4 separate regions of the Mus musculus genome follow, and all the other regions are linked to region 3. The links are chromatin contacts, called in public Micro-C and promoter capture Hi-C maps. All regions are on one chromosome and are shown on one strand. The core of a region is the stretch at or near the end of the contact, and the rest is flanking DNA. Distances in the headings are between cores, read along the strand shown. Region 1 holds the start of Cpne2 (copine II). Region 2 holds the start of Ccdc102a (coiled-coil domain containing 102A). Region 3 holds the start of Cx3cl1 (chemokine (C-X3-C motif) ligand 1). Region 4 holds the start of Adgrg1 (adhesion G protein-coupled receptor G1).

What was found. Promoter capture Hi-C pulls out the DNA fragments that hold promoters and counts their contacts. Hi-C and Micro-C count contacts between places; a contact is called where the count stands out from the background.
Region 1: a contact with region 3 is called in a Micro-C map of embryonic stem cells, with 2.2 times the contacts expected there. The contact joins the promoter of Cpne2 here to the promoter of Cx3cl1 in region 3. A contact is called at or near these places in 15 of 39 promoter capture datasets (the 3T3-L1 cell line, 3T3-L1-derived adipocytes, the C10 cell line and 9 more), 3 of 484 Hi-C or Micro-C datasets (the Ba/F3 cell line, colorectal tumor organoids and embryonic stem cells), 2 of 115 datasets of contacts at active chromatin or transcription factors (embryonic stem cells and pancreatic cancer cells) and 1 of 9 other capture datasets (liver).
Region 2: a contact with region 3 is called in a promoter capture Hi-C map of fetal liver, with 2.6 times the contacts expected there. The contact joins the promoter of Ccdc102a here to the promoter of Cx3cl1 in region 3. A contact is called at or near these places in 8 of 39 promoter capture datasets (the C10 cell line, the HPC-7 cell line, HPC-7-derived erythroid cells and 4 more), 1 of 15 datasets of contacts at CTCF or cohesin (large pre-B cells), 5 of 484 Hi-C or Micro-C datasets (the G1E-ER4 cell line, Th2 cells, embryonic stem cells and 2 more), 2 of 115 datasets of contacts at active chromatin or transcription factors (both in embryonic stem cells) and 1 of 9 other capture datasets (embryonic stem cells).
Region 4: a promoter capture Hi-C map of stem cell-derived epiblast-like cells shows a contact between it and region 3, with 2.5 times the contacts expected there. The contact joins the promoter of Adgrg1 here to the promoter of Cx3cl1 in region 3. A contact is called at or near these places in 4 of 39 promoter capture datasets (embryonic stem cells, hippocampal neurons, liver and 1 more), 1 of 115 datasets of contacts at active chromatin or transcription factors (pancreatic cancer cells) and 2 of 9 other capture datasets (adipose tissue and liver).

The regions. Positions count from the first base shown.
Region 1 is chr8:94,529,852-94,534,447 of GRCm38.p6, reverse strand. Cpne2 (copine II) reads right to left here and starts at 1,420. Exons shown (of 16, transcript NM_153507.2): 1 at 1,255-1,420.
Region 2 is chr8:94,914,772-94,919,624 of GRCm38.p6, reverse strand. Ccdc102a (coiled-coil domain containing 102A) reads left to right here and starts at 1,527. Exons shown (of 9, transcript NM_001033533.3): 1 at 1,527-1,643.
Region 3 is chr8:94,769,113-94,773,703 of GRCm38.p6, reverse strand. It overlaps Cx3cl1 (chemokine (C-X3-C motif) ligand 1), which reads right to left and starts at 1,524. Exons shown (of 3, transcript NM_009142.3): 1 at 1,370-1,524. The coding sequence starts at 1,439.
Region 4 is chr8:94,974,584-94,979,464 of GRCm38.p6, reverse strand. It overlaps Adgrg1 (adhesion G protein-coupled receptor G1), which reads right to left and starts at 2,356. Exons shown (of 14, transcript NM_001198894.1): 1 at 2,048-2,356. Gm30968 (a long non-coding RNA gene) reads left to right here and starts at 2,737. Exons shown (of 4, transcript XR_879113.3): 1 at 2,737-2,892.

The sequences.
Region 1 (4,596 bases), core at 171-2,670, 240 kb after region 3:
TAGGAGTCAGTAGGCACCTCTGGCCCTGACTGCAATCCTGAAGCATCAGGGACCTTAAATTGTTTCTCCTGGACAGCAGCTTTCCTGACAAGAAGGAAGGATGACCAGGCCCTCCCACTTTGACGAGCCCACGTCAAATCCCTTCTGAGCCCATGGTGAGGGAGCTATATTCTGGAAGAGTTTAGCTCTGCCTGGAAGAAGGCAAAGGGAGGGGATCTCCCCAGGCTGGAAAGCAGGACCCTAACCCTGGACTAGGGAATTCTCAGCAGGAAGCCTGCCTAGCAACAATGCCTCCAAACAAAGATGCGGTAGACACCTCCAGGGGCAGTATAATACTCCTTTCTATCTCTGAGAGGGGCAGTATAATACCCCTTCCCATCTCTGCGTGACAGTTCCACACCCCTACATGATGGTGGTCTGTGGTCAGACAAAACAAAGGGCATCTGGGCTAATTCTCAAAGGCCTTTCCCCTTTCCCCTTCCCCCAGAATTCTTATAGGGCAGGAAGAATCAGAGTACAAGGAGGACCCTTTGAATGGCCACCCAGCTCCGGACTGCTATTGCACCTGTGACCTTGGGCACTCCCAGCCTCCTTTTGAGGTAGCCCCTTATCCAAAGACTAGTCAGCTGTACCAAAGACAGGATTCGGGAAGGGAGGGGAAGAGAAGGAAAAAGGAACATTAGTCTCCTTTATTTTTCCCAGGAGCACCATTGTGGGGATGGGGAAAAAAAGAAGGGCTTCTCGCTTCCTCCTCCACCCCTTGAAACACACAGGTGCCAGACAGCTTTTGCGCAAAAACTAGTTTGCAAACACACTCCGACTTCTGGAACGCCGCCCGGCACTATTCCCCATCTCTTCTCCCCAGTTGGAGCAGGGAGTCGGCCCTAGAGCTGATCCCGAGTAGCGCCAGGTCCTGGTCAGGGTGGGATCAAAGGGCGCGCTCGCCTCCAAACAATTGTGCTGGCGGCTGCGATCGCTAGCCCACAGCCGCCCTCTAGACATCTAACGGTGGAAGAGGGTCTCCTAAATAGCTAGCCAGTGTCCCCGAAGCCGCCCATCCTCCAGCCGCCCCCCGCAGACGGGCGCCCCCGCGTGGCCGGGTGGGAGCTGAGCCCCCCCCCCCCAGGCGTGCTGCGGGGGGCGGCGGCCAGGGACATCGGAGTCCCTTCGGCTGAACCCACTCCCCCTCCAAGCCCCAGGCCGAACTTGAGCGCACACAGTGCCCGGCCCGCCCTCGCCGCGGACCCCACTCACCGCGCTTTCCGCAGCCTCAGCGTGCTCCGGGCCGCCGGGGCATCCCCGGGCGCTGTGCTGTCGGCCGGGCGGCGGCGCGGGACAGGCTCAGGGCGCTACCCGCGCGGCCGTACCCACTCGTGCGCTCGCCCGGGCTGGGGCTGGCCCTCCTCGGGCCCCGGCTGCGGCGCGGGCTCCTCCCTCCAGTCGAGGGAGGATGTGGGCGGGAAGCGGGCGCGAGGCGGGCGCTTCCTGGAGGGGCGGCTCTCCGGGCTAAGCCGGAGCCTGTCCCGCTCCCGGCTGGTGGCCCGCGAGGACCTGGATGCAGCAGGCTGCCACTCCGAGCGATGCCGCGAATTCGCACCCAGCGCCGGGCCCGCCGCTCTGGGCGTCAGGCACCGCCGAGCTCCCCGCGTTGCGCTCCAGTTCAAGATGCGGGGACCCGGGGGTGCGATCTCCTGGTCCGCTAGACCCCCGGGGCGCCGCCCGCGGCTCTCACCCTAAAGCGCGCAGGGCTCAGCACGGAATCCTCGGGGAGACGCCCAGGACTTGCCTCCGAGCTGCGCACAAGAACCGCAGTGTTTTCTTTTTTCCTTTTTTATTTTATTATTATATATTTTTTAATTTCTTTCAATAGCGTTTTCTTGCCGCCTGAGACTGGGAAGATGACACATATTCCCGTGACAAAGACGATGAGATAAAGACGTTCGGAGTGGGGTTTGGGATCAACGGGAGAGTTGAGGCCTCCCCTCTGTGCAGCCAGCTTTTGAACCAGAGGCACCAGTTCTTAAGGGACTGTTTTGTCGCTGGGCAGCTGGTGGTCGCTCAGTGGTATTTTGTACCCTCGGAGCAAGTAAACCACTGGACATTACCACACGGAAGCTCTTTTAACCAGATTCTGTTGTGGGAGGTGTAGGGGGAGACATGGCTGTCCAGAGGTCTTAATAAGCATGGCCAAAGCCCTGGGCCCTGGTGTACAAGTCTCGGGATTGTGGGGCTGAGCGGTAAAGCCTTGCACTGAGGTTGTAGGTTTTCTATTCCAGACAGATAAGAGTTAATGCGGGAGACTCACGCTGCAGCTCTGAGCTCCCTCCACCTCTGAGTCACAGGCACTTTGCAGCCTTAGAAGGGCCCCCACTAAGCAGCCCTAGGGCACAGAGCTTTGTTCTCTCTGCCTGCCTGTCCCCGGAGCTTTCTGCTTTTCTCCAGATTCTCCTCGTCTTCTTGCGCAGAAAGTCCTCCATGCCCTCTGCTCAGCTCTGGGACAAAGCAACCTGTGGCGCCACTTAGAGCAGAGGTAGAAAATGGGGACCGCAACGTCTTCTTCCAGACTGTGAAGCAATGGCAGGTAGAAAAGTAGATGGATGAGAAGTTCAGGATGAAAGGCAATTAGCACAGAGACCCAACTCAGCTGTGGGACTTGACCAGCACTTTTCTAAGAACCCAGAAGAATATGGCGATTGGGGGGGGGTGGGTACGGAGGGGAGGGGAGGGAAAAGATGTCACTAGGTCTTGGTCAGGAGGGCAGAGTACTAAGGTCAGGGGTCACAGCAATTCCATTCCTAAGTACCTACCCAAGAGAAATGAAAATGTTTGTTCAAGCAAAAAGTTGAGCATGAATGCTTGCAGTTCAATAAACATTCTAGCTCAACTTATAGACATAGTTCACTAGAGCCAAAATGTGGGCAAGATCCAATATATACCAGCAGTTCATAGGGGAAAGTTCAGTGCAAAGTCCACACAGTGGAATATTACTCACCCAGGGAAAGTACTGACATATTAAAGTAGGGATAGTTTCAAAGGCAGCTCATCATAAAAGGCCAACTGGATAATTCCATTTTAGAAAATGACCAGAAGAGACATAGCCACAGAGGTAGACAGGGGATTCTAGTCATCCGGGCCTGGGAGGGAGAATGGATGTGGTTGCTCTTTGATACAGGGTTTCTTGGAGGGAAGAAAAAAGGGTTTCAGGGCTGGAGAGATGGCTTAGTGGCTAGGACCACTGACTGCTCTTCCAGAGGTCATGAGTTCAATTCCCAGCAACCACATGGTGTCTCACAACCATTTGTAACGGATTCTGGTGTACCCTCTTCTGGTTTGAAGTGAGGGACAGTGTACTCACATGCGTTAAATAAATAAATAAATCCTGAAAAAAGGTTTCAAAAGTAAGAATTGGATCTGGAATGTTTCCAAAGGCTCATGTGTTGACATTTTACTCTATAAATCATTTCACTACTGGGAAGTACTGGAAACTTTAGAGGAAAGTTACCCAGTCATGCCCCTGAGGATGTGATCTCTCTCAACATCACGAGGTGTGATGTTCTGTCTTCCTGAATGTCCAGTAGTAACAGAGCCAGCATACCATGAGCCAAAACTACAAGCCAGAGGAAATCCTCCTTTTCACAACTGTTTTTCACATCGACGAGAAGTTGACTAACAGTTGTGTAACTCTACAGAAACCCAAAAGGCATGCATACTTTAAAGGGCAAGCGTCATACATGTTGATTATTGTCTTAGTTAGGGTTCTACTGCTATGAACAGACACCATGACCAAAACAACTCCTATAAAGGACAGCACTTAATTGGTGCTGGCTTACAGGTTTAGAGGTTCAGTCCACTATCATCAAGGCAGGAGCATGGCAGCATCCAGCCAGACATGGTGCAGGCAGAGCTAAGAGTTCTACATCTTCATCTGAAGGCTGCTAGTGGAAGACTGGTTTCCAGGCAGCTAAGAGGAGGGTATTAAAGCTCACTCCCACAGTGACACACCTACTCCAATAAGGTCACACCTACTCTAACAAGGCCACACCTCTTAATAGTGCCACTCCCTGGGCCAAGCATACACAAACCATCACAGTTATATCTCCATAAAGCTGCCCTCCAGCCGAGGGCAGAGGTCAGGAGACACAGGTCAAGTGTTGGTCCCAGGTTAGAGTCACTCACTGCATGCCAGATGCAGACAGTGAAAGTGAAGCCGCCTGTGTCTTGAGAGTCTAGAGAATTTTCTGTACAGTTGGAGGCCTGAACCCCATAAAAGGCTCCTGTGGGGCGCATGTAACTCAGCACATGCTTCTGGGGTTTGTTCCCCTAGTGCTGGTTGCCTGGCCAAACTGCTCAGACTAACCCAGGTGGCCTGTGCCCTTCCCTGTGTTTGTAAGCCAAAGATATCCTGAGTACCTGCCAGGCAAGTGTGTGGGAGGGGAAGGGACAGAGGGACTTAGGATTATCGTGTGTGTACCAGTACCCTAAAGCTTGGTCTGAGATCATGCAGGCTCAGTGAAGGCAGTTTTTGCTTGGGTTCAGACCACTGCTGGCTGCCGTTACAGGGAAAGCTTCCTCAAGCCCTGATAGGATCAAAAGTGT
Region 2 (4,853 bases), core at 278-2,777, 150 kb before region 3:
TGTAGATGCTAACCAAAGTGCAAGCATTCCCACCCAAACTGGTCTTCTGCTGATTATAACAGCTGCCAAGCAAGCACCACTCACTACCTGCCCAGCACATGAAGGGGCAAGTGAAACTATAAAACTTGCAAAATCTGTGGGACTTCACAAAGTTGGTGGGGGTGGGGCAGAGAAGACAGCTGAAGACCACAGAGAAGGATGTGGGGGAAGTGTATGACATCAAAAAGATGTACTGAGTTCTCAGAATACTCAGTGGGGGGCTGGGGGTGGGGGGGAGATCTGAAGAAGTGGCTCAGTGGTTAAGAGTACTTAATGCTATTTCAAAGGGCCCCAGTTTAGTTCCCAGCACCTACATGGTAGCTCATAGCTATCAGTAACTTTAGTCTCAAGGGATCTGAGCCCCTCTTCTGACCTTGGAGGCCACCAAATACACACAGGATCCCCTTAAAGGGGGGAAGGTCAAAGGATCCTTGTTTTTGAAGAAGCCCTAGTTTGTTTGTTTGTTTGGTTTATTTATTTTTGTAAATCAGGGGTTTTCTACTAGCTCTGGTTCTCCTGGAATTCACTATGTAGATAGACCAGACTGGCCTCAAACTCCTGTGAGGCAGACATCTGCCTGCCTCTGTCTCTGCCTCCCTAATGCTGGGATTAGAGGCCCCAAGTGTTGGGATTAAAGGGGTGCACCACCATATCCAGCTAGCCCCGGTATTTTGGTAAAACAAAACAATCTCTTACAGCAAACCAATAATAGCTCAACTCCGTAAGGGGGGAAAAAAACCTTCAACATTCAGTATGTGATTCACTCTTCACAAACCACTATGCTCGTGACCATGATTAGAATTAAAACACTCTTAACCAAGAAGTATGTGATTCGTTTATCTTCATAATCTTTATCTTTTCTGGACAATAACCTAACCCAGCTTAGCTGCCCACGCGTTTTTGTGACTTTTGGTCCTGTCGGCAAGACAGACCAACCTCGAAGCAGGATGTGAAGGGGAGATACCATCTTGACCTTCTTCTTCCCTGACAAGACTACAGACACCCTATCCCAAAGAGAGAGAGAGAGAGAGAGAGAGAGAGAGAGAGAGAGAGAGAGAGAGAGCCTGAGCCTAATGGGTGTGTACAAGAAGGTCAGAGGGTTCTGCCAAGCACCATCGCACACCAGAGGGAAAATCTCCACAGTGGGAGTAGGTCCCATCACTCTCCTTTATAGGCCTGAAGTCGCTTTGTACAAAAAAGGGAAACCGAGGCCCAGTGAGGACATGGACTCTGGCCCAAGTCCAGTCGGTGTCAGCGCTAGCACTGGAAGTAATGCAGTTAACCAAAGTGAAGCTCCTCGTGGGTCATGGTGCCCACTCCTGTCCTGGATCACCTAGACCGTGGTTGGCGGGAAAGCCGAGGACGCGGATCCTGCCTGGGCGACCCCATGCTTGGGCGGGCCAGGGGGGTCCGGCTGCCTGGCCCCAACCCGCAGCAAACCGCGCCCCACGAGGGGCCCCCGCCCGCTCCCCTTCCCCTCCCCTGGCAGGAGGAGGAGACTTGGCGGCCCTCCCCCGGCCTCCCGACGGCCGCCGCAGCCAGCCCCGCGCCCGCTCCACCCAGAGCAGCAGTTCGGACGTCCGGAATCCCAGCCCCGGCCCGAGGTGAGTGGGGACGGCGGGGCGGGAGGTCATCGCGACAGGGTACTCGCTGCGGTCTCGGAGCCGCTCACGCGAGGGAAGAACTTTGCAGCGAGGGACAGGAGCCGGGGCGGCGCCCGCCGCACCCCAAACTTGAGTCCAACTTTTTAGTCCCACTTAGAGTCCCCCGGCCCGTCTCCATCCCCGTGGAAGCCGGGTCCCGTGGCGGGACAGTGGGGGAGGGGGCGCCCGTGGAATGCCGGCAGGGCCAGGAGGGGGGGGGATGGCAGGCGGGGGCGGAATGTGGAACTCTCCCGGGGGACCCAACGTGGTCACCATGGCGAGTGCCGGACGGACGGGTGGCACTGGCCAATCGGAGCACGGCTTTACGCCCAGACCCGTTGCGCTACCAATGGAAACCAAGCGGTGGGGTGGGCGGGACCGCGTCTTGCAGGACCGGACCCCCGCACCCCCTCCAGCCGCTAGGGGGAGCGGGGCTGGTGGCCCGCGAAGGGGCTACCAAGTAGGGACTGGGCCCTGGAAAGCTGAAAACTTAATTTCGGGAAGGAATGCGGGCAAGTGGGGCAAGGGCTTGATGCTAAGAGAAGGGAAGGGCTTCAGCAGCCCACTGCCCTGGTTGTGCCGAGGGGTAGCACTCTTCCTCATCCCGGGACTTCAGTTTGCGTAAGTGAATGTCCCTTATTCGGCCCGGATTACTGAGCTGTTGTAGGAGTACGATGAGTTCTTATTGGCAGAGTCTTACCCACCTGCTGGAGGAATTAGAAATCTTGTTGGTGCCTCTCAATACATAGGAAAACTGATGCTCAGAAAGGCCAGGAACCTGCACATACCACACGGTGTGTAATAGCAACGCTAGGGTTAATGTCTGTTCTATACGAATGTGCGATGCCAAGAGTTGCTAAGAGTCCTGGGGCTGGAGTAGGTGAAAGCTTCCACTCTTCCAAGTCATGTTTGTTTGGCGGGCCTAGTATCTGAAGATCTCCCTAGTAAGCGCTTCCAGGGGCATGGTGCTCTTCAGGTAGTCACGCATGACCCAGCCACAAGCTCTGTTCTAGCATAGAAACCCTGCTCTCCTCCCTTCCCCACCCCTCCGTTTCTTTCCTGGAGGTCCAGCAGCTGTAAGCTGGGCTCTCTCAGTATCCATGGTCAGAGGGACAGACAGCCCACAGTCTGCGGGCTGACCAGCCTTGGGCCCTGCACTTATCCAATCAGGCAGTCCCCTTGTGGTTTCCTGCTGGGCTCTAATCCCTACCCACAGCTAGGCCTGTGGCCCTGGGCTTACCCCAGAGTCCACCTGAAAGATTCTAAGAAGATACGGGAGAATTCTGAGCTGTGGAGGTCTTGGGTTCCCCATTCCCTCAGCTGGTCCCCATCCAGGGCTTAGTGTTTCTCATTCCTTGCAGTGGCTTCTGAGAAAACCAACCGAACCTCGAGGGCAGAATACAATGTTGAATATCTCCTCCCTCTCCCCATCAGAGAGTTCCTCTGGCAAGAGCTCAGACACCGGACTCTGACCTTGGCCACAGATGGGCTTAGACACCTACCTGTATTAGCGCCTGGCTGAAAACCAACTTCTGATTTTTAGGATGACACCGCTCTCCCAAACTCTGTCTGGTCACAAGAGGTCCCCCTAATAGGAGCTTTATCCATCTCCCATAGGCTCAGGACACATTCAGACAGCACATTGTTCAGCCCTGTTCAAATAGCTAACAAAATCAAGAAGCCTTTGAGAGCTTTTTAGAATGCACACTTCCTAAAGGAGAGGTTCACAACCTCACTAATGCCTCAACCCTTTAATTCACTTCCTCATGCTTTGGTGACCACCCCCCCCCCCCAGCCAGAAAATTATTTTTGTTACTTTATAGCCAGTTTTGCTGCTGTTATGAATCATAATGTAAATATCTGATTTGCAGGATGTCTGATTTGTGACACCCCCCCTCAAAGGGGTCGTGACCCACAGGTGGTGAACTGCCACCCCCAAAGGAGGAGGTGCTGGTGTTTTAGGGAAACTAGCACGAAGTATTCAGAGGTTAGGAAAGTTCTTCTCAAGCGAGGAGATGTTGCAGGTCCATCTTGCAGGGTGTGTAGGAGTTTACAGATGTAGAAGGAAAGGGAGACGTTCCCAATGAGTCTGTGAACAAAAGACGACGTTGGTCACTTCCTACGGGCAGCACTGAATCTGTGGCCTGAAATGAGTGTCCAGTCAAAACATCCTTGTTTCTGAGAACGGGGAATGACAGCTGGAGTTCAGGAGCTCTGAGACCTGCAGCTCAGCTCAGACACAAGGGTACAGCTCTCCATCCTCCATCCCTCCAGCCAACTTTAAGCAAGTACTATACGCAAGATATAAGTGGCACACATGTCTCATTGAGTGGGAGGCTGTGCTATAAGAGAGGCCACTGGCCAGGTATGGCTGGCTGTGGGATGGGACAGGGCATCTAGGGCATTTCCTCCTAGTAGTGGCACCTGAGTCAGGAGGATGGGCTGCCTGACTTTAGGAAGGATGAAGACAGAAAGGAACCCTCTGGGTATGTGGGGGCTGCTCCCCCCCCCCGAGCTTGGAGTGCAGTGGCAGCATTGTGATAAATCGGGAGCCCACCCCCTATAATGTCATCAAACAAAGAAGGCACTGAACCTGGGCAGGAAGGGGCAAGTGACCGGCAGCTGGGCCCTGTCTGCCTATCTATAGCATGAGGCATGTGTACCCGGGTTACTGAAGCTACTTGAGTGTTTCCAAGGCTGTTATGTGAGTAGGGTGGGAATGGGGGTGAGGGGGTGTTGTTAGGCAGAGGCCAGCTGCACTGGGGTCTGCACAGGTGTGCTTGTGGGGGAGGGGTGGATGCGCCTCACCTCCCCCTCTATGCGTGTGCATACCTGTCCCAGGCATAAGGAGAAAAGCAGAGGGTGTTCACAGCCTTCCTGGCCTCCCCCACCCCCTCCGCAACCCAGACTGGCCAGGGCTGCCTTTGGAGGCCCCAACCTGGAAGCTATTAGGGGCCTGGATAATGTCTGCCCTGCTCCTGTTTCATGGGCTTGGCCTTTCTCAAAGGAGCCAGTTGGAGTCTTCTCTAAGTCGAGCAGAGCCCTTTGCCAGGCCTGGCAGCTCCAAGCCAGTGGATATGGCAACAGCACCCGCTGTCACACTTCTGTGGGGCTGTGGAAAGGCCTGCCCTCAGGACTGGTACTTGGGCTTCCTGCCAATCCCCACCCCTC
Region 3 (4,591 bases), core at 275-2,774:
CAGCATCCCTAAAGCCTGAGACACCCCCCCCCCCTTGCTGAGGGAGCTCTAGGGTGAACCCAGCTGAATACCTCATTCAAGGGGAGAAGAAACTGAGGTTCACTGGGGTTGAGTCATCCATCCTCACTGTGTCCTGGCAAAGCCAGCAACCACGATTAGGGTCCTCAGGCATCAGACATTCTGGGTTTTCTTTTCAACCTTGCCTAGGATTTCCCTATAAGCTTAGGAAAGTGATAGCTACCACCATGACCACATGCACTTTCCAAAATGCCTCCCTAGACACTGGAGTTTTCTCACCGGTAAGGCGTGAATGCTACAGCAGTTGGGACCAGAGAAGTCAAGACCCTGCTCCATTGACACACAGGGAGGTGATGGCAAAGCAACCTCCATCTGATTCCTACTTCCCCGTGCGCACTGTCTACAAATATCTCAGGCTTGAGGGCCAGAGCTCAGACAGCAGAAAGGCAGGCACAATTTTATCCCACCACCCCCACTCCCACCCACTCACCCACCCAGCTCCCTGTGGCACTGGTGATTTAGTTCCATGGAGATATCCTTGATGCTGGGGGTTGGCTCTCATTTTTTTCCAGTTTCACAGTGCGCCCTAAGGCAGAGTGCCACCTTCTCTGAGCGACAACCTGCTAATTTAGCCTGGCTAAATAGCCTCGGCCCTCCCTGAGGATGGAGCTCTAGAGGTTAAAGGAGGTGGAATGGTCAAAAGAGAAGGTGGGCAAGGCTGTTGGTCTCTCCTTCCTTAAGTCCCTGGGCATCACTCTCTCCTGCCCTGCATACTGGCTGAGCATCCTCAAACAGATCTCTAGCTCTAGCTCTCCATCTTTCCTATGTCCCTAGGAATGTCTACACCTTGTACTACCAGGTAGTGGACTCCAGGAAGCAAGTCCGTAGAGACAAAATATTTTCTAAGCTGGGTTTGGAGAAAGTGGCAAGGATGATGGGGGAGACACAGGCAGAGAGACGACAAGCTGCACGCCAGTACTAGAGACAAGCTCCATCCCCATGAGCTGCAGTGACCTTGACCTTAACTATTTCTGGGGGCCTGGAGCGACAGGGCAGGGGAAAGTCCTACCTAGTCCCTGGCCCCGGGCCAGAGCTTATACAGGTTATAGTTAACCTCAGTAGGAAGAACCACCTCTTGTCCGTCAGCCAGGAGCCTGCTCAGGTTTCCCTCAGCCCTCGCTCTCCTCCCCACACAGCTTCTGTCTCCCACAGACACCTCCGAGGTGTCTCCCCGACTCCCACCCCAGAAGCCACTGGGATGGCTGGGACTCGCGGGGGCCTATTTTCCCCAGGGAGATGCAGTCTGCATACCCTTCCTTTCTCCCCGAGGTAGGGTCCGGGACCCACTCACCCGGCAGCAGAGTACACAAATGGAAGAACGCGGCCAGGCGCAGCAGCCACGCGAGCGGCGAGGGAGCCATGGCTGGAGTGCAGGAATTCGGCGGGCCAGGAGGCTGGGCCGTGTCGCAGCTCCTAGTAGTCACTCGCGGCTGGTCTCGGTTGCTTTTTATAATGGGCTGGCAGCCTCCGCCCCCGGCGCCCGCAGTAGGAGGCGGTGGGAGGGGAGAGGAAGAGCCTGTAGCTGCGGCTGGATTCCTCCCAGGTTGCCAGGGAACCAGTTGCAATCCTGCGCTGGGCTCCGCTGCGGGAGCGGCGCGATGGGAACCTGGTGGGTTAGCAGGGTTACCTTCCCTGGAGAACCTAGGTCTTGTCTAAGCCGGACACTGAGCCAGGGACATGCAGAGCGCTGGTCCCCGCCAGGCCGGATCTGCCAAGCTCTTTCTTGATCTGGGGGCAGATGGGGTCTTTCGCCCATGCGATGCAGAACCCCCAGCAATCACCCCTTAAAATCCCCAGATACATTTCAGCCTATGCATCTGCTGGACTCAACACCGAACCTGGCAAGCAGTTTCCTGAAACATAGATCCAGTCCTGCCTTCTATGGACAGGTGGGGAAACTGAGACCCAGAGAAGGGAGAGACCATTCCAAATCACACAGAGCTTCACTCGATAAACTTATCAAGACCACGGAGGAGAAGACTGCAGAGCCAGGGCTGCTGAGGACATGGACATGGAGGGAACATGGGCCTCCTGGCCTCCTTAGCTGTTGTGTAGCCCCTCTAGCCTTTGCTCTATCCAGGGCTGGCTGTGCCTTCTGCTAGCTCCCGAAACAGCACAGCCACGAACTTGTCTTCGGAGCTAAGGGTCTCTTGGCTCCTCTTGGACCCTAATGCAGAGCCTTAGAGAGGTCCTGCCTCCTTCCAGGGTAGCTCTGCCACTGTAGAGTCTGGCTAACCCAGCTTCTGGCTCGGATCTTCCAGAAGCTTTCTCCATGAGACCAGGCAAGACCTAGCAGCAAAGCTTGGGTACTGCACACAACCTGACTTCCCGGAAGACAGGGAGTACAATCCTGGGAGTCTAGAAAAGTCAGAGCCTCCCCAGCCTCGGGCTGGGAGTGAATTGCGCTACTCTTTTTGGGCTGCCAGCCAGAAGGAAAAACCAGTTTGTGTAGAAAACTGTCCTAGGCTAAGGTGCCAGTTGGACCATAGCCAGCCTGGTCCAGACTGCAGAGGCTGCAGCTGCCGCCCCCGAAGACCTCGTGCTCTCTCCTGCTATACATTGTAGCAGGGCTAGCACCTGGTGTGGGTACTGATAGTGTTGAGGGTGGCTGTCCTGGCAGGGATCAATATCCACTGAGGCCCAGAGAACCTGCCCTCAGCTGGCCAGATAAGAAGCCAGGAAGCCTCATTTTACAGCTGGAGAGACTTAATAAGAAGTGATAAAAATGGAGGGCTGGGCCAGGTAGGGTACCTCATGTTTGTAATTGCAGCACTGAAGAGGTGGAGGAAGGATCGTCTAAAGTTCAAGTCTAGCCTGGGCTACATAGTGACTTCCAGCCTGGCTAGAACAAAAACAAAAACAAAAACTCCAAACCAAACAGGGAAATAAAACCCAGAAGTCTAGGTTTCTTTGTGCCTGTGCAGCAGATAGGATAAGAAGGAGGGGCGGGGGGGGGACCAGAGGAAAAGGGAGAGAGAAGAGAGAGAAGACAGGGGTAGGTAGGGGAATCCAAGGAGGATTATGGGAAATCAACACTTACATATTTAAAGGGAAAGGATCTGGGAATGGAGACTTGGAATCCCTGACTGGAGGGTGAGCTCCAGAGTAGAATTTGGAGGGCAGGGAGATGGTTTGCAGGATGCAAGCCTGGCTCCAGAGTTATTGTGAAATGTTTGGATTCTGTAAAATTAGGAAGGAGGCACTAAATTAACTCTGATCCAGGCACTCTCTAATAACGTTTCCCATGGTGCTGGGGACATAGCTCAGCTGTACAGCACTCACCTGGCATGCCAAAAGCCTGGTGTCTATCCCCAACTAAACAAAACTTAATGGAGTTCCATGTTTAACACACATAGTCATGATAACACACCCAGGCTATAAGGCTAACATCCATCACTGTGGTGGGCTGCTTTATGGATGGAGTAGCTGAAGATAACCAGGGAGGAAGTCAAGAAGGATGGGATGACCAACTAGCTGTCTCTTGGGTCTGAGTCACCACCCACTGGCAAGGAACCATTTGATAAGCAAGTGTCTGAACTGAGAAGGTAAAAACAGCTTTACCCGAACTTGCTCAGCTCCAGGGGCAGTCCGTGCTCCCTCTAGACCCAGCTTCAGCTCCAGGAGCATTCCGTGCTCCCTCCAGACCTAGCTTCAGCTCCAGGGGGCAGTCTGTGCTCCCTCCAGAACCAGCTTCTCATCTACAGATGGTTGGTCCCACCCATCTCATCCAGGTTTCAAGGAGTGACTGTTGAGATGCAGTTTGGACACAGTAGCCAGGCTTTCAGGCCCATTGACCCAATTCAAGCTCAACTCTGCCCTTCCTAAAGGTCCCACTTGGGCAGGTTACTAATGCTCTATGTACTGCAGTGTTTCTGTCTGTAGTATGCTGAGGTGGTTTGAAATTTTCTGTTTTGGTTTGGTTTTTTGGTTTTTTGAGATAGGGTTTCTCTGTGTAGCCCTGGCTGTCCTGGAACTCACTCTGCAGATCAAGCTGGCCTTGAACTCAGAAATCGGCCTGCCTCTGCTTCCCAAGTGCTGGTATTAAAGGTGTGCGCCACCAAGCCCAGCAGTGGTTTGAATTTTGACCCCCATCTACTCTTGTATTTGAGTTTTTGGCCCATGGGGAGTGGCACTATTAGCAGGTGTGATCTTGTTGAAGGAAGTGTGTCACTATGGAGGTGGGCTTTGAGGTCTCCTACACTCCAGCTCTGCCCAGTGTGGAATCAGTGTCTCCTCCTTGTTGCCTGCAGAACAGTCTCCTTCTGCTGCCTTCTGATCAAGATGTAGAACTCTTGGCCCCTCCAGCATCATGTCTGCCTGCATGCTGCCATGCTTTCCACCATGATGATAACGGACTAAACCTCTAAAACTGTAAGCTAGCCCCAGTTAGATGTCTACCTTTATAAGAGTTGCCTTGGTCATGGTGTCTCTTCACAGCAATGGAACCCAAACTAAGACAGATGCTAATGGCTACCACTGCAAGTCCCCAGGGAAGTGAATGAAACTGAGGGCT
Region 4 (4,881 bases), core at 1,107-3,606, 200 kb before region 3:
CCCTTCAAATTACTTTTGGAGACAGAGTCTCTCCCAAAGCCTGAAGCTCTCTGATTCAGCTAGACTTGCTGGAGACCCTCCTGTCTCTGCCTCTCTCGAGTACGAGCACAAACCACCAAGCTCAGCTTTTTACTGTGGCGCTGGGGAATCCAAACCCAGACCTTCATGCTTCCACAGCAAGCATGTTTGCCAGCTGAGTTATCTCCCTAGCCCCTTGAGGCTGCTCCTAAAATATCTCCAGTGTGCAGGAACAGAGGGACTTCGACCCTCCACAGAAGCCACCCTGCCTCAGCTAGAGAGCCAAGCATGGTCTGAGGTGACTAGCATTCCCCAAAAAGGCCATGTCAGCTGCTGCCAACTGTTTCACACTTGTGCCCGGTCTATGCCGCCCCTCCCCGGGTCCTGTCCTGAGGTTTGAGTGGAAGCTGCTCAGATACCAGAACTGGTCCAACTGTCTCTGATCAAGCAGAGAAGCATTATCTCCTCGGTACCAAGGCAGGCAAGGGAAGCCCAGAGAGGTTTAGGGACTACCCCACAAGACAGTACAGCCCCGTACGAAGAATGGGTAGGTCATTCCATCTTACGAAGAACACTATGCCAGGTCACTCACTGCCAGTCTCCAGGACCGGAATCTTGGTTGTGCCCTCATGTGCAACCACATCCCCTTCTCAATACATACACAGCACAGATGCGTTTGTGAGATGTTGGCTGGGGAGACTCACTTGGGAATTCACAGACACTCGTTTCCTCACCCAAAATCCCCCTAGACTGCCACCACCTCCTCCCCTTTTTCCCTCCCCCTTTTTCTTTCAATACAGCATCTCTCCACGTAGCCCAGGCTGGCCTGGAACTCAAAACCGATCTGCCTCATCCATCCTAGTGTGGCGATTACACCCCGCCCATCCCCAGCACTTCTCTTTTGATACAATAAAGAGCTGGAATCCTAAGTACTTTGTAGAAATCCCACAGAGCATGGGGCCCCCTAGCCCCGGAAGACCTTGCCCCCCCCCAACACCTCCTGCCTTCTGCATGCCCCTCTGCCCAGCTGCCAGGGAACCCCCCGGGGTCTCCCACTAAGTGCTGGGGTGCAGGTGGCGCAGGCGGCATAATGGAGTGATAACAGATGCTCATTAGCAGGGGCCCACCATGCAGCCCACACGCCTCAGGGAGTCAGACTGGCAGAGGCAAACAGCGGCGCCAGCCGCCCACCTTTGTCTGGTTGAGTGGGGGCTGTGAGCTAGGGCTGGGGGCTGGGCACTGGGGCTTTAGAAGCCATATATGATTTGACATCTGGGGGCCCGTCTATCTCCATCATGGTACAGCTAGGGACATGGGTCCAGCTGGAAGGAATGCCAGGGTCCCACCAGAGGCCATGGCAAGCCTGAACTTTTACCTATCTGGGTGCATCTTTGGGGTTACCATGTGGGGGAAGCAACTGGTAGGAGGTGTGCACTCTTGGGACCCCCTCTAGTGACTCTTGCAGACGGGGTGACAGACCTGGGCTGACAGGCATGGGGACCTGTGGCTGGCAGCAACAGAGAGACATATACATGAGCTCTATCTACCCTTTTGCTGGCTTACCAGGAAAGGCTGCCTGCCTCTTCCTCCTCAAAAGTCAAACAACCAAAGTGAGCTGCTGCTAAACCGGTCCCCCCACCCCCCGCCCTCCCCGCCCCCGTGGATCTCAGGAGGAAACTGCTTGGGAAGCACTAGGGACAAAGGGAAAAATGGGGTTCATGCCGCCAGTCCTCAACCACACGCCAGGGTCCAAGCTTCACTCTGGCCCTCGTGGCAGTGGTGCCCTTCTGAGCAAAGAGGGACACAGCTGGCCAACGTGTTCCAGTGCCCCCTCGTGAGCACGCCCAGCCCCACACTCTGAGCGGCAAGGAGTATCCTAGGACCAGCTAGAACCTCAAACTCAGTCGTTCCCTGGGAGATACGATCCAGCACACACTCGAGAACTCCCAAGCACTGCGCTAAACCTTAGACTAAGGTCAAGCGGGCCAGGCCAGGCGAAGTGCATGCCGTACCCGCTGCCCTCTCTTACCTCCGTCTCGCACTGTGAACAGCAGCGTCTTGCCTCCAAGCCTAGGCAGGCACTTCTGTTAACAGCCTTTGCTGCTAATGTCTCCTCCTCCTCCCAGGTGCCCAGCACCTAGTCTGAGCCTGTCTAGGCAGCTGTGAACTCAATCCAGGTGAGGCTCCGCCTACCCGGCTAGCTTCCGGTGCCAAGTGCCCTCTAAAACTCCTAGGTTTCCTAGCGAGGCTTGACAGAGTCTTCAGACTCCATGGACTTTGGGGATTTCTTCCCTAGACAGTAAAAGCTGCCCCGTGGGAGGCCGGGATCACGCTGTCTCTGGGCTTCAGAGACCCTTTTCAGGCTGTGGGAGGCAGGCCGCCACGCCCACACACACCTGCAAACTGCCAGCCCTTTGTGGCTTCTCCAGCCTCTTCAGACCATATCCTGTCTGCAGCGCCATTCACACCAGCCACAGGCTGGATACAGGAGGGCTCCGGGGCTGTGGGTGGGGCTCTCACAATATGTCCTGCTGGACTCAGGTGGGATCAGAGCAGGCAGAAGGTGAGGGGGCAGGAACTGGAGCTTTTTGCTAGGGATGGGAGGTGGCAGCTGCCCCAGGTATCTTGGAAGGGGGCCAAGGGGAGAAGTCCAGGCGAGCTCCACCAATGGAGAGAGGCCTCGTGCAGGCACTTCCTTCAGACCCTGCCACCCACCTCTCTTTCAATGCTCTTGCAATCAGGCACTAGTATGGGGGCGGGGTATGTGTGTGAGTCCTGATGCACACACCTAGCTCCCAACATAGAGACCTGCTGGCTGAGCCATACTTCCCTGAGGACGCCAATCCAAGCAGAAGCTGATCCTCTGAGCAAGGGGTATGAAACACTGTTGTGGGCCAGGCCCATGGGGTTGTCAGTCCCCTAGGATCTACCTCGCTTCCCTCCCCACCGGGCCCTCCCGCCATGTTTTTCCGCCACTGTGTTTCTTGCCCCTCAGGTCAATCCCCATGCTTGTCTTGTCTGCTTTTCCCCAGCAGTTACCAGAGCAGGGCCAGAATAGGGTCTGGTCTAGAGGGAAGATGTATGGCTAGTGAGTGGATAAGAAAAGATGGATGGATAGATAGATAGGTGGATGGACAGATGGACCAGCGGATGGATTCCGTCACATGTTTGTGGAAAGCCTGCTGTGATCCAGGCACTGTGCAGGGCATAGGAGCGACAGCTACAAGCCATATACTAAAATCCCTGCCCGCTCAAAGCTGCAGGGATACAGATCATAAATTTAATGAGCAATAAATATGAAATCTATCCAGAGCTATAGTAAGAATAATGGGGAGAAAATATGGTGAGGGGAGTTGATAAAGGAGCAGGGCTGGATTCACGGTGAGAAATGATGCTTGAGTGTAGACAGCATCCAAGGAGGCAGCCTACGGGGTACCAAGAGCAGAGCATTCTAGTGGATGGAAGAGTCTGTGCAAAGGCCCTGGGGTCGGTGATCCTGACTTTAGGGATGAGGAGGAGGAGGGTGCTCACTGCTGTGCAACTGAATGAAGGAACCAAAGACAGAGACGAGGCCACAGAGTTGAGAAGGATATCAAAAGGGAGCACCAGTCCCCTGAGATGACATAAGCACCTGTCTGCATAGGCCCCACTGGGACTCTCAATCCCGCCATAACCCCTTCCACGTGGGAACTTCTGGCTACAGGGTGGGCATGCAAACTTGCTCTGCCCAGCACAAACTGGATCTCTAGAACTGAGCAGATGGGGGTGGGGAGGAGCCAAGGAAGATGAATGTCAAAAAAAGGACCCAGAGAAAAAGCTTGACTACAGATCCCCATGGCCCCAGAGGCACTGTCTGCCCTGATAAGGACACAGGGGAGTGCCAGTGATTTCTTGTATCCCTAACTTGTGACACCCACACTTCACATCCTCTTCTATGTCCTCAGGGGCCTCGTCATGTGATATAGCTACCATTCTGTCACCTAATAGCAAGGACTGGTGCTAGAATCCCAGTCTTGAGCCCACTTTCACTGGGTTTCCTTGGAAAGGTTGCTTAACCTCTCTGTGCCGCAGGTCATATATCAAATGGGGACCCCTTCTTTTGCCCTGCTTGCCCTCCAATGATAACAAGAGTTGGAAAAGTAGTGAGCCCTGGCAGGGTAGGTAGGCACTGAGGAGCATTTGTGAGTCTGAAGGTATGGTCTCCTGGTGACCCAGACCATCCCCTAGTACAGTAGGTTAAGGAAATGAAATGTAACCAGAACCTATCCAAGTCTCAGACCTGCTACCTGCAGAGATGGATTGTAACCACCATAATCCGGGCAGCTAGACCTGAGCCAAATGTAAACTCTAGGTCACACCTGACTTCTCCTTCATCCTGGAGGGAGCAGCATCCTGGCCCTGAGGGGCAGGGTACACCCAAGCAAGTCAAGAGTCAGGCCCAGGAATAGGCTTGAAGTCACACCCAGGCAGCTGAACTCCAGAATCAGGCTTGTTCCCACCCATCACTGACGACAGAGAAAAGAATACAGAGCCCTCCCCTTCCTGGGTACCTCGTGAGAAGGTGAGGGAGTCCCCAGGTGTGTACCCCGTGTTTTCAAGCTTCCATGTTCCCTCTCAGAGCTGGTGGAGCCCACAAGGTCAGGGGGTGAGCTCCCCATCTCTGTGGAAAGCCATGGCTGAGCTCCTCTTGAACCTTGCGAAGGTGTTGGCTTCACCCACGGTGGCAGGTGTGAACTCAGGCAGGGCTTCTGACTGGGGCATTTTTCCCTAGTTCCTGTATTTATCCACTGAGCTAATATTTGCCTAGTAAGTCCTAGGTGCCTGGGCCTCTCTGGTTCAGAAAACAAACACCCTGTGGGGCGG